Linked DNA regions of Zea mays: region 2 is linked to region 1. Evidence: chromatin contacts called from public Hi-C data. All regions are on one chromosome and are shown on one strand. Each heading gives the region's core, a stretch centred on a gene start, on an enhancer-like site or on the middle of the called end of the contact. The rest is flanking DNA. Distances are from core to core; before and after follow the strand shown. Region 1 holds the start of LOC100279610 (putative RING zinc finger domain superfamily protein). Region 2 holds the start of LOC100381462.

Region 1 (5,464 bases), core at 1,390-3,889:
CGCCTGCTGCTTCTCTGACTGGAAGCAGCAAGCGACGCACAACGCATGCAGGCGGGCCGCGGCCGGCTCCCCTACCGACGCTCCGCGTTCCCGGGGCTGCTGGGACTGGGACTGTCAGCTGTTACTCCGATTCTGCAAGTGACTACTCCCAGGCGAGGGCTGTATTTGCATACCGCTCGATCCACGTGAGAACGGAGAACGCACAGCACAGGTGTTTTGGTTTCAGATTAAGGCTGAGATTCCTGAACACGCACCAGGCAAAATCGCAGCTGCCTCACCGGCTTTGCGCGTCTTGTTCGGCACACAGGCGCCAATGTTCTCGGCTCCCCTCTGTGGCTCTGCTCTGCCGGCGGCCGGCGATGCGCGGTGCCTGCCTGTCTGGATGCTCCCCCAATGTTCATTTGCTTTGCTCAGGCTGCCGGTTCTCAACCAACCTTTCCAGTCTCTGGCGCCCGGCGGACTGGCGAAGATCAGTCTAGAGAGTGGACTCGCTTGTGGTTTATCTCTGTTCGTCAGTTTGTAGAACACGTTGAAGGCGAACCATCCCAGACCAAAACAGTGTAGACTCTAACGTCTGCATAGCTTACGGCAGGGGAGTCAAGAAAGGACAATTTTGATACTGCATGACAACAAACCAAACGACTTGCAACGGTGGCCAGTGGAACTGACAACTGAGCAAGCTACCGACATAATATACTAGCAAGGTAAGAAGACTGGAAAAGGAAGGTCCACTAAAAACAAATAAACCAAGGGTGTTCCTACGATGTGGATGTAGTCATGTAGCAGAAGTCAATTGCACTAGAGCCATGAAAATATTATTCTCCTTTGTTCCTGAAGACGCTAAGCATGCAAAGGAATGTTTTAGAATATGCAGCACTAACTAAGATATGTTCAGTTATCCACACAACTCTACTCCTGACAACATTGGTTATGTTGGCGTGCAGAGGTTACAAGCCCTCAATTCACCTGTTCAGTTTTGTTATCAAAAGGGTTGATCAGAGTTATAAAAAAAACTCTTCAGTTCATTAGGCTACAGATTAATTGTCAGGCACTCAGGCTGGTTGGTAAATGATAAGTGATGACGATATGCTAACTTTATTAGTTTTTCTCTAGTTTTTTGTTGTGGTTGGTACAGCGTTGCAAGTTTATATCTCACTGTGAACGTGTACTCCCTCGTGCTCCTATTTACTTAAGGATGCTGGAGGGAAGTGTTAGCCTTAGCCATATACCCCAGCCGGTCTTGCAGAGGACGGGCGCGCGATAGCATGGATGTCTGGTCGCGTAGATCGTGCGCTCGTCTGTTGAAAGATTGACTGGGATATATGGGCATATGGCTAACAGGAAGGATATGAAGGAGTAGCTAGTCTTCGGGATGAAAGGAAATGGTTGATGCTCTGAGCAAGAATCCAAACTCTAGAAGCTTCTGTTAGCAGAGGGCATAAACTAGAAGCCAATTTGATAGATATTAATGGCGCAGGAAAATAACACGCTCTTGCATTGCATCTCGCACTGTCAACTGAGAACCTGAAGAGGCCAGCGTGAGCTCGAGGGACTAGCATGAGATGTGACGGCCTTGGCGGCTACGCGCGAAAGCATTGCAGTACTGATAAGGATCGTGATGCTCCTGTTATACTCGCGGCCACAGGCCACAGCTGCGCCATCCAACGAGAACAGTCACCATGGTGGAAACATGCACACCGTCGAATGCCCAACTCCACGCAAGTTCAATGGTTCTAGCAGGGATCCACAACTCTTGCTGCCAGTGCCAGTGCTAGCTGGTGATCGGCTCGTGGACGCCATGACCAGAGGCTAATACTGAGAACAATCCAAATGAAGCAATCGTCGCGCACATTGTTCTACTAGTCTCCCCGGTTCACCGGATCCGCAGGCCTTGCTGGATGCCAGCGTGCAGCAATTACGAGCTGGAGCTAGCGGACATTAGCAAACTAGAATACTAGATACGAGGTAGTGACAGGGTCGTCGGATCGCCTTGACGGCCACGCGAAACAATCCGGGAGAGGTCGGAGAGGGTGAGAGATGACAGGGAGCGGCGCTTACTCATCCATGGTGCCGGCGCGCATAGGATGATAGGAACGACTCGATGTAGGTGTCGGTTCAGTCTCGTCTGCCGCGGCCACCCACCTGCTCGTCGTCGCGATCTGCGAAACTGCCCAAACAAAACGGAACATATCAGACATATCCACAAGTCCACAACCCAGGACAGCGTTATCGAAGACGACGTGTGGTGTTGGTGTGGGTCGAGAGACAGAGGCGCTGCAGCGCCGTTCATCTCACCACCGTCGCGAGGCTCCCGATGAGACGATCTCTCCTGACGCACGGACTTCCCATCCATCTCACGTGAGGCTCCGTCCCTGCTTCCGAGTTCCGACACCCGCTGGCGGGTGGCGGCGGCGTGACGCACTGCAACGCGGCCGTCGGAGTCGTCCGGGGTGGGCGACGAGATCAGGAGCTTCTGGGCGGGCATTTCGCGTCCAGGAGGACGCCCACCGACTCCTCCCGGCGGCTGCAGCGGCGTTCCTCCCCCGGGGCGCTGGGGAAGGAGGGGACGTTGGTTTCGTGGAGAGAGACGAGAGCGTGAGGAAAGGGTGGGTGTACAACTGCGTGGGCGCAGGGTAGAGGGAGACGGAGAATTGGAGACAGAACGAAGACGCGTTCGCGTTGGAGATGTGTAAAAAAACTAAAAGTTGGATTAGACTGTTATCGGCCCGGCCCACTTTATTCTGGCCTGTCGCGGGCTCGCCGCTTGCAGATTAGGCAAAAATCAAAATGATTTCCCGTTTGGCGGGCACCCCCGTCATTCCCGGGCATTTCGAATTTGAATTTTGATGAGAACGCCGAGCCCCGCCAGTGTCGTCAGTCATCACCAATTCACCAAGACTCACCAGCCCGCTCGTCGGCTCTCAGATCTACTATACCCGTCTAGACTCTGCTCCGCCATGGATGACAGCGCCGGCGAAGCCGATGGCCGAAGTCAGGTGAGCCGAAATCGTGGAGCCCTCCTTTCTTCTGCTCCCCAACCCTTATCGCGGTCAAGTACGGCACTCGCCGGGGGAATCGCTCCTCCAGGCCGCTCGCTCACCCGCGATTTCTGTTGTTGCAGGTTTACGTGTGCAGTTCGTACCCCCTTTCGTTCCCTTCCCGTGCGTTCCCTTCCATCCCTCGCGAACCTTAGCGTTTTCTTGGCGCGTCGATTTTGGATCTCTGACTGTGCTGACGCTTTGTTGGGCGTTTTGTTTCTTCGTCAGAGCCGCCGGACATCAAGAATTGGTTCTCGAGCTATGTTTATGACTCTCCTGAGGTTACGGAGCATGTTGCTGATCACGACGGCGGCGACGGCAGCGAGACCCAAGACCCATTCGAGGTAATTATTATTTTTCGCTGCCAATCTCATCCTCCTACCTATTAGGCTATTAGCCCAGCTAGCTGTATACTTTGGTTTCGTTACCGTGTACCCAGCATTCGTCATTAAAACGTTCTCTCCAGGATGGTGGAGTTGCTTTGACAGAAAGTGGTTTTGGAGGCCAATCTGAGCCTGAGAATTTTCCTAGAAAATATTTGGTCCCGGTCGATGGGAATGCGACGAAGCCCGCCCCCAAAAGGAAGCAAAGCCTGCGGGCGTTGTTTGGAGCGAGTTTTCTTAGTGAGGTTGAGGAAGTTAATGCAACTGAAAGTCATGGTCTGTTCCCTGTGCAGCTAAATGCACTGAAGCACGTGCCAGATTGTAGAAGCCTTCCTCTTAATGAAATATGTGAGACGCATTCAGAAAAAATAGATTGCACAACAAGCTTGCCTGATGCTACTAGACATAGCCAAGAAGCCACAATTGAGCACAAGGCGCTGGTCAATTTTGATCGTATTAGTTCAGCTGACACTCGAGAAAGCACCCCTGCAGATGAGGAGGTTGAGAGTAAAACGTCTGCTAACTGTGATGATGCACTTTTGGCTGATACTGGAGAAGGCTTTGCAGAAGACATCAACGGCCATATTGAATTGCCTGGCAGTTTTAACAATATCACTCGAGCTGGGACTGGGGAAAAGATCCAAGATGGTGTTGACCACAGCACACATATTGTTAGTCGCAACAGACCCAGTTTAGCTGAGACTGAAGATAATTGTGCATTACGCGAAACTGACAGTGAAGAGAATTCTCCCCTAGGGGAAGCTGACCGCTGCAAGCTTTCATCAGACAGTAAAAGGCGACAAGAAATAGTTGCATCAGATGGTTTTATCGCTGTAAAGAGGAAAAGGAAGCAACCAGAGGAACACATAACAAATAAAAATCTGAGGCACCTAACTGGGGGAGAGAAGCAAAAGAGGAACTTAAAAGAGAATGTCAGCATTCCAGACCAGAAGGTTTTGGTCCAAGAGCAAACCAGACGTCCCTTGGCGGATAGGACTAATTTTTCAGAAGTAAACGCATCTCCAGCACCAGAGCCGAGCAGCAAATGGAAGTGTCCTCGCAAAGGCAAGCCCTATGTTGGTCGTCCAATGAAGCAGCTCCGGTTGGGGCAGTGGGTGCGCCGTATGAATTGACACCTCAACGTCTGCATCCTGTTCAGAAGAGTATGCATCATCAAGTTGACAGTTTGGACCAGTTTCAGCTCTTCCAGTCTGTAGGAGCGCATGTCGCTCAAGTAGGACTAGATCATTATAATATCTTTATGGTTGTAGCTATCTTCTTGTGCTACTGCTATCCCAGTACAATTTTTTCATAGCACCAGGGTACGTATCAGCAGAAGACCGAACTGAGACAAATTAAATGATGGGTACCAAATTCTGTAAATCTTGTTTTCAGATGAGATTCTATGTTTTTTTGTTGATGTTTTGCGAATCTCTGTTGATATTAGAATACATGGGTGAACTTAGAACTTGTAGAAGTTAGCTATATCATGCAATCTATCAATTGTTTATCTATATATATTATATGGAGTGGTGTATGTTTGTATCTATGTTTATGTCTAGAATAATGTTGTTTTTGAAATGGAGCAAGAAATCTGGAATGAATAGATCAAATAGGGAATATGTCATACCTCAATAATAAAGACGACTGTGATTTACCATCCGTCTTTAAAAAACCGATTTGTAGAGATAGCTCTGAATTCAGAACCATCTTTGAAAATACAGTTACTAAAGATGGATAGGCAACTACCTCTGTAAATCGCTGATGCATAGAGGTGCCTATAGAGGCATCCCAGTCTCCCAGTGGCGGACCCAGCTGCTATGTTTAGGGTGTGCCAAGAAAAAAATAAAAAAACAAACAAAAAACAAGGATCAACAAGACTCAAACCTTGACCACCAAGTTCAAAATATAGCACTTACACCACTATGCTAACTACACTTATGTGATCTTAGGATGTGCCGTGGACCATATGGACCACCCGCTGGGTCCGCCTCTGCAGTCTCCTAAAATAAAGAAAACTAGTGTTTTGGTACTTTGATTGTA
Region 2 (5,520 bases), core at 1,649-4,148, 200 kb after region 1:
TGGTCGTGTCATCAGCTAGTTGCCGCATGAGTCTGTTCTGTTCATCGTGTGTGGGGCCAGAAGACATTCCTAATGGCTATATGTGCCGGTACTAGTTGGTACTTCTGCTATATAGTATATGTAGTACTGTTGTCGTATAATATACAGTAACAGTAGGCATGCACAGAGATTTGCACGTAGAAACATTGCTAGCAGGTAGTAGGAGTACTTCGTGTCTATCGAGACCTAGAGTCCGTATCGCATCTTGATCTAGGAAGGAGGACCAAAAAGTTGATCGAGGATCCATGCTGGCTAATAACTTTTGTTGTAGGTATAGCTAATTATGTCTACAGTCTGCTACTTCCCTCCAAATTATAAGATATATATTTTAGTATCCAATAATATATACTTATTTTTGGTATGTATCTAGTTGTATATGTTTCAATACATCAAGAGTATGTAAATTGTCTTGCAGTTTAAAATAGAGGGAGTATAATTTGGGAACAAGAAGTAAGCAAGTGCATGACATTTCTCCTATATTTCAGGTGGCCAAATTTTAATATGGTTTCAGGCAAACACCTGTACAACTAACTAGTATAAATAAATTATTATCTTATGATTTGTTTATTTGTCTTTGTACCATAGTTATCAAATTTTTATCCTTATCTAACAACATAAACAATTCTAAGTTGTTAATTATTGCTGTGATAACACCGGTCAGATGTTGTCGAATTTGTGATTTTGTCTAATGAGTTTTTTTTTCTTCAAACTAAAAAAAAACTATAATTTAAAGTGATTTAAAACTATAAGTTTAATATAGAAATATGTACTCCCCAATAACTGTCGTATAAAAATTAAAATATAGAGCCTAAATTTTAGTGAGTCACAATACATAAAGTGCATGTACACAGAGTTGAAGCCTTCTCTAATATAAATAAATGGCTAGGATAAGTGCGAGCTTATGCAGATAAGCTGTCAGACGCCAAAAGTGTGGTACGTAGTACGCGTACACACTACACAGCGCTTTATTGTGGCCTCCCTTGTTGTCATGCTGTCGTTCTGCCCACTGTTAATCCATGTGCCTAGGTTTGTCCTATATTATTTTCACCTTTCACATGGTAGTTCTAGGCCAGGTAATCTATACCGTCCGTTACATCAGCTATTGATCACATTATCGTAAAAAAAAATAAAAATACTCCTCGATCCTCTTTGTTTTTCTTCTTTCGTCTAGTTTTAATTGTTTGCGCATTTTTATGGTCAACATATGGGCTCTTCATGGCACCAAATATGTCGATGGTGGACTAATTTAGCAACTTGAAAAAAAAATACTCGTATAATTTTGATTGACTTATCTTGTTGCTAGCTTCGTACAACTGCTACATTATGGTCTTCTTCTGGACAAGGATTTGCGCTCTTGCTTGTATAATTTTGATTGACTTATCTTGATCATTTTTACCCGACGATGCGAAGCTATAATCTACCTCCATATTGAGGCGAGATTGTTTGCTCGCATCGCTGTAATTGGAGTCATTATGTTATGCATATCACTTGGGTTGATCGAAGTGTATGCCACATGTGTGCATCACTTGAGCTCAGTAGGAGGAGCATCAACTTTTGGTTGGTACATGTACGGGAGATGGAGGAGGCATATAAGACCCTCTTCAACAGTTCACTGTATACCTGCTAGGCAGGCAGGCAGCATGCGTCCATATACGGTTCGTTTTGGTAGCTTTCGTTTGGCATTTATATGCACGGGTACATTGTTCAAAAACCTTCATTGGCCCATACCAAGAACGGACATGGCCACACTCCCACATATCGAACTGCGGCGAGAACAGAGAACCACCCACAGGCCACAGTACAGAATGACAGAAGCGAGGCGCGCCCACTGCCCACGCCACGCACTCCTATACTCCTATGCTATGCCTCTCCTCCCCTCCACAGAGTGGCAGTGGCGGGGTGAGGTGAGAGAGAGTGAGACTGTGAGAGTGAGAGACCACTCCATCTCTCCTTTTACTCTCCTCTCCCCTCCCGCTCGCTTTTTTCAGCGGGGGGAGAGAGGCCGCGGCGGCAGCTTGCAGCACCAGAGAGAGAGAGAGAGCGAGCGAGCGAGCAAAGGCCAACAGATCACAGCTAGCTCCGCCCCGCCCCGCCTACCAGAGTTTTCAATTTCACCGCGACGTCAAAAGAAAGCAGCTTTTGGTGGTAATCTCTTGGAGCATTGCAGCGGCGAGCGAGATCTGCCACGACGCGCCAGCTCCTGCAGCGGCCCGGCGGCCCCGGCCTGCCACTGCTACTCATCTGCGCCGCTGGCAGAGGAGCTGCCGCTACCGCTGCCGCCGCACCCATTGCCTGCCCCTGCAGCCTGCCCAAGCAGCAAGCACAAAGCCCCATCCCGCATCACCCTCAGGCTACTCCAAACTACTGCACCGTCCACTGTCGCCCGCGCGCCTCAGCCACGCAGTCTTATGCATCAATGCATGCCCTAGCATTCTGCGGCTTCCCCCGTGCGGCGCCCACCGCTGGAGAGTAGAGACACGCGGATAGCACCAAGACCAGCGCCGGCTACGTAGCTGCTGCTCGGTGTCTCTTCAGACTCTTCTTACTAGGGGGGAAGGAGGAGGACCAAGGCAGGCAGTCGGCAGCGAGGAGGTGAAAAGGGCAGCAGCTGCCCGTGCCGTAGGAGAGGCCGGGCGGCGGCCGCGTACGTCCGTTGCAGCGCGCGCGCGCGCGCTCTGGCCTCCGTGCGATACCACGCGACGCTGAATCGCCGATCGACATGACGCTGGAGGCTCTGTGCCCGACCAGCAGCGACGTCCTCGTCTACGACACCTTCAACGCCGCCGCCGCATGCGCCGCTGCTTCTGCGGGGACCTTCCTTTTCGGCAATGCACCACCGGTGGAGGTGCCGGCGGCGGCGGCGGCCCAGGCGAACGGGGAGAACAGCGTGCAGCAGGGGCGGAGGAAGCGGCGGCGACGGCAGAGGAGCACCAAGAACGCCGAGGACGCCGAGAGCCAGCGGATGACCCACATCGCCGTCGAGCGCAACCGCCGCCGCCAGATGAACGAGTACCTCGCCGCGCTCCGCTCGCTCATGCCGGACTCCTACGTCCACCGGGTACGCGATCCTACGCGCTACTATTCGTTCCCGAACCTGGACCGTTTTCGCTGTGTCTGTGGCCATGCATTTTCCAGTTCCATCCTCTTGGTTTCGATGGGATTCAAGTTTTGTAGTGGTTTCTCTTCCTAAGTCTTAAACTCTTAGCTATAAATAGATCGGCGAAAAGGAATGTTTGCTTGCTAATCAGATCAGATAATAGCATCCCGTGACTTTTCTTCTTGTCAAACCACGTCTACGTGTACCACCCAGCTGTTGCTTCGATCCTATTTAAGTGGTTTGTAATAATAAAAAAATGGAATTGTTTTGTAATCATGTGTGTAGAGCGATCAGGCGTCCGTGGTCAGTGGCGCAATCGATTTCGTGAAGGAGCTGGAGCAGCAGCTGCAATCCCTGGAGGCCCAGAAGCTGGCGCTGAAGCGGCAGCTGCAGCAGCAGCAGCAGCGCAGCGTCACGGCCGCGATACGCGACGACGCGGCGCAGCCGGCTCGAGGCCGTGATGACATCGGCGCGGGCGCGGGCGGGGACGCCGCGGCGCGCAGCGAGGTGTCGGCGCCGGAGCCAGACCCGCCTCCGTTCGCGCGGTTCTTCCGGTACCCGCAGTACGCGCGGCGGCACGCGGCGGCGCGGGAGGACGCCGGCGCGGAGGAGACGAGCCGCGCCTCCGCGGTGGCGGACGTGGAGGTGGGCGTGGTGGTGGACGCGCACGCCAGCCTGCGCGTGATGGCGCCGCGGAGGCCCGGGCAGCTTCTGCGGATGGTGGCCGGGATGCAGGCGCTCGGCCTCGCCGTGCTGCACCTCAACGTGGCCACCGCCGCGGTCGACGCGACGGCGCTCTACACGCTCAGCCTCAAGGTACGACGGCGGCGCACACTACCGGACGGATGGGTAGCTAGCAAAGCGACGGTCCCTTTCTCCTTCCGTCCACGGACACGGACCAACCGTCGTCGTCAAAGCCTCGTTGCTTGTCACACACTGGCTCGTTTTCTTGTGCCTGAAATGGTGCTATCGCCGTGCTCTAACATGCACTTTGGTCACCACCGGTGCCACTGCCCCTGAGCAAGTACGTGACCAAAATCCTCTGTCCTTTTCTTTTTTACAACAAAAAGCTCTCTGATGCGGAGATCGCTAGATTACGTCCACCGAAACAAAGGGACATGATGCCAGATAGTATAGCATCCCGTCCACCGAAAATCCGAGAGAGTAGAGTGTAGAGGCCATTTGTATGACACGGCACCGCACTAGCAGCAGAGGCGTCCAAACGCAGTAGCACCGCAGCACCATTGTCCATCGCACTGACTTTGTGCCTGCTGGGCCAGATCTCCAAATACAGAGACATGTAGAACACAGTACACACCACAGTGGCTTCCCCTGCGAGCCCAGCACGACTGCACCACGAGCCATGGGCGCTTGCTTTTGACCGGGAGAGAGAGAGAGAGTCCAGTCCAGAGCTCGAAAGCTGTTTGCTGCGTTTGGCAAGCTGTAGCACTGGGCTTTTGACGTCCCTGTCTGAACACCTTCAAATTCGAGCAGATAGGATAGGAGTACAGTAAAAAAAAGAAAAGGCTGTGTATTTTCACCGTTCTCTTTTTTTTCGCACTAAAGGCTACGTAAAGGAGAAAAGGACGATCATGGAGAATCCTCTCTTGGCTTGGCGAGCAGAGCAGGCACCTGGCCCGTCGTCCATTGACATGGCGAGGAGATCGATGTGGACTGCAGAGAAAGATTGTGTTGTGTGCCGCTGCCCTGCCTTTTTCTTTTCTAGTGCTGCGTGTTTCAGGACAGCAGAGACTGACTGCTGAGTAAGCTATATGTGTTTGTGTGCCCCGGAGCCGAGCCGGACCCCTCAACGTAGCAGGTAGCACGCAGAGGCTTTTGCTTTGCCCTTTTGCCTGACTCGGCGATTTGACTGCTCCTGTCACACTCAACACGTACACGGTCGTCGCGGTCTGGGGTGCTGCCTTTTTGAAACTCACTCGTCTTCTCTCGCGCGTGGAGCCGCAGGTGGAGGAAGGGTGCGCCCTGGCGACGGCGGAGGAGATCGCCGCGGCGGTGCACCACGTCCTATGCATCATCGACGCCGAGGCGACGCCGCAGAGGCTGCTCGCTGCCGGAGCACCAGGGACAGGGCAGCCGGACGTCTAGCTAGTCAGGATGATTCAGGACGAGGTCTTCCCGGCGTAACGGGGCGGCATGGGCTGCGCGGGGTGTCTGCTTCCGTTTCTTGTAAAGTGCAGTGGCGTGCGTGCGTGGCTGGCCAGCACACGAGAGCCTGATGGCGTAGCGTAGGTACAGAGTATGTAACGGGCAATAACACGCAGGTTCGTGTCTGGACCTGTGGTCTCTCGTTCGTGCATGCCTATGCGTGCCCTTGTGTTTGCGTGTGACGGGAATTGGAATTGAGGACGGGAAGCAGGAATGCA

The links. A called contact is a pair of places that touch in the nucleus more often than the background predicts.
Region 2: a contact with region 1 is called in a Hi-C map of root tip, with 5 times the contacts expected there. The contact joins the promoter of LOC100381462 here to the promoter of LOC100279610 in region 1. A contact is called at or near these places in 6 of 25 Hi-C or Micro-C datasets (ear, endosperm, leaf and 2 more).

The regions. Positions count from the first base shown.
Region 1 is chr10:138,107,841-138,113,304 of Zm-B73-REFERENCE-NAM-5.0, forward strand. It overlaps LOC100279610 (putative RING zinc finger domain superfamily protein), which reads right to left and starts at 2,640. Exons shown (of 10, transcript NM_001357900.1): 1 at 2,296-2,640; 2 at 2,059-2,167. The coding sequence starts at 2,485. It overlaps LOC100304215, which reads left to right and starts at 2,921. Exons shown (of 4, transcript NM_001165665.1): 1 at 2,921-2,996; 2 at 3,122-3,161; 3 at 3,267-3,382; 4 at 3,505-4,891. The coding sequence starts at 2,958. The coding sequence ends at 4,554.
Region 2 is chr10:138,311,018-138,316,537 of Zm-B73-REFERENCE-NAM-5.0, forward strand. LOC100381462 reads left to right here and starts at 2,899. Exons shown (of 3, transcript NM_001174298.1): 1 at 2,899-3,097; 2 at 3,422-3,952; 3 at 5,102-5,427. The coding sequence starts at 3,002. The coding sequence ends at 5,242.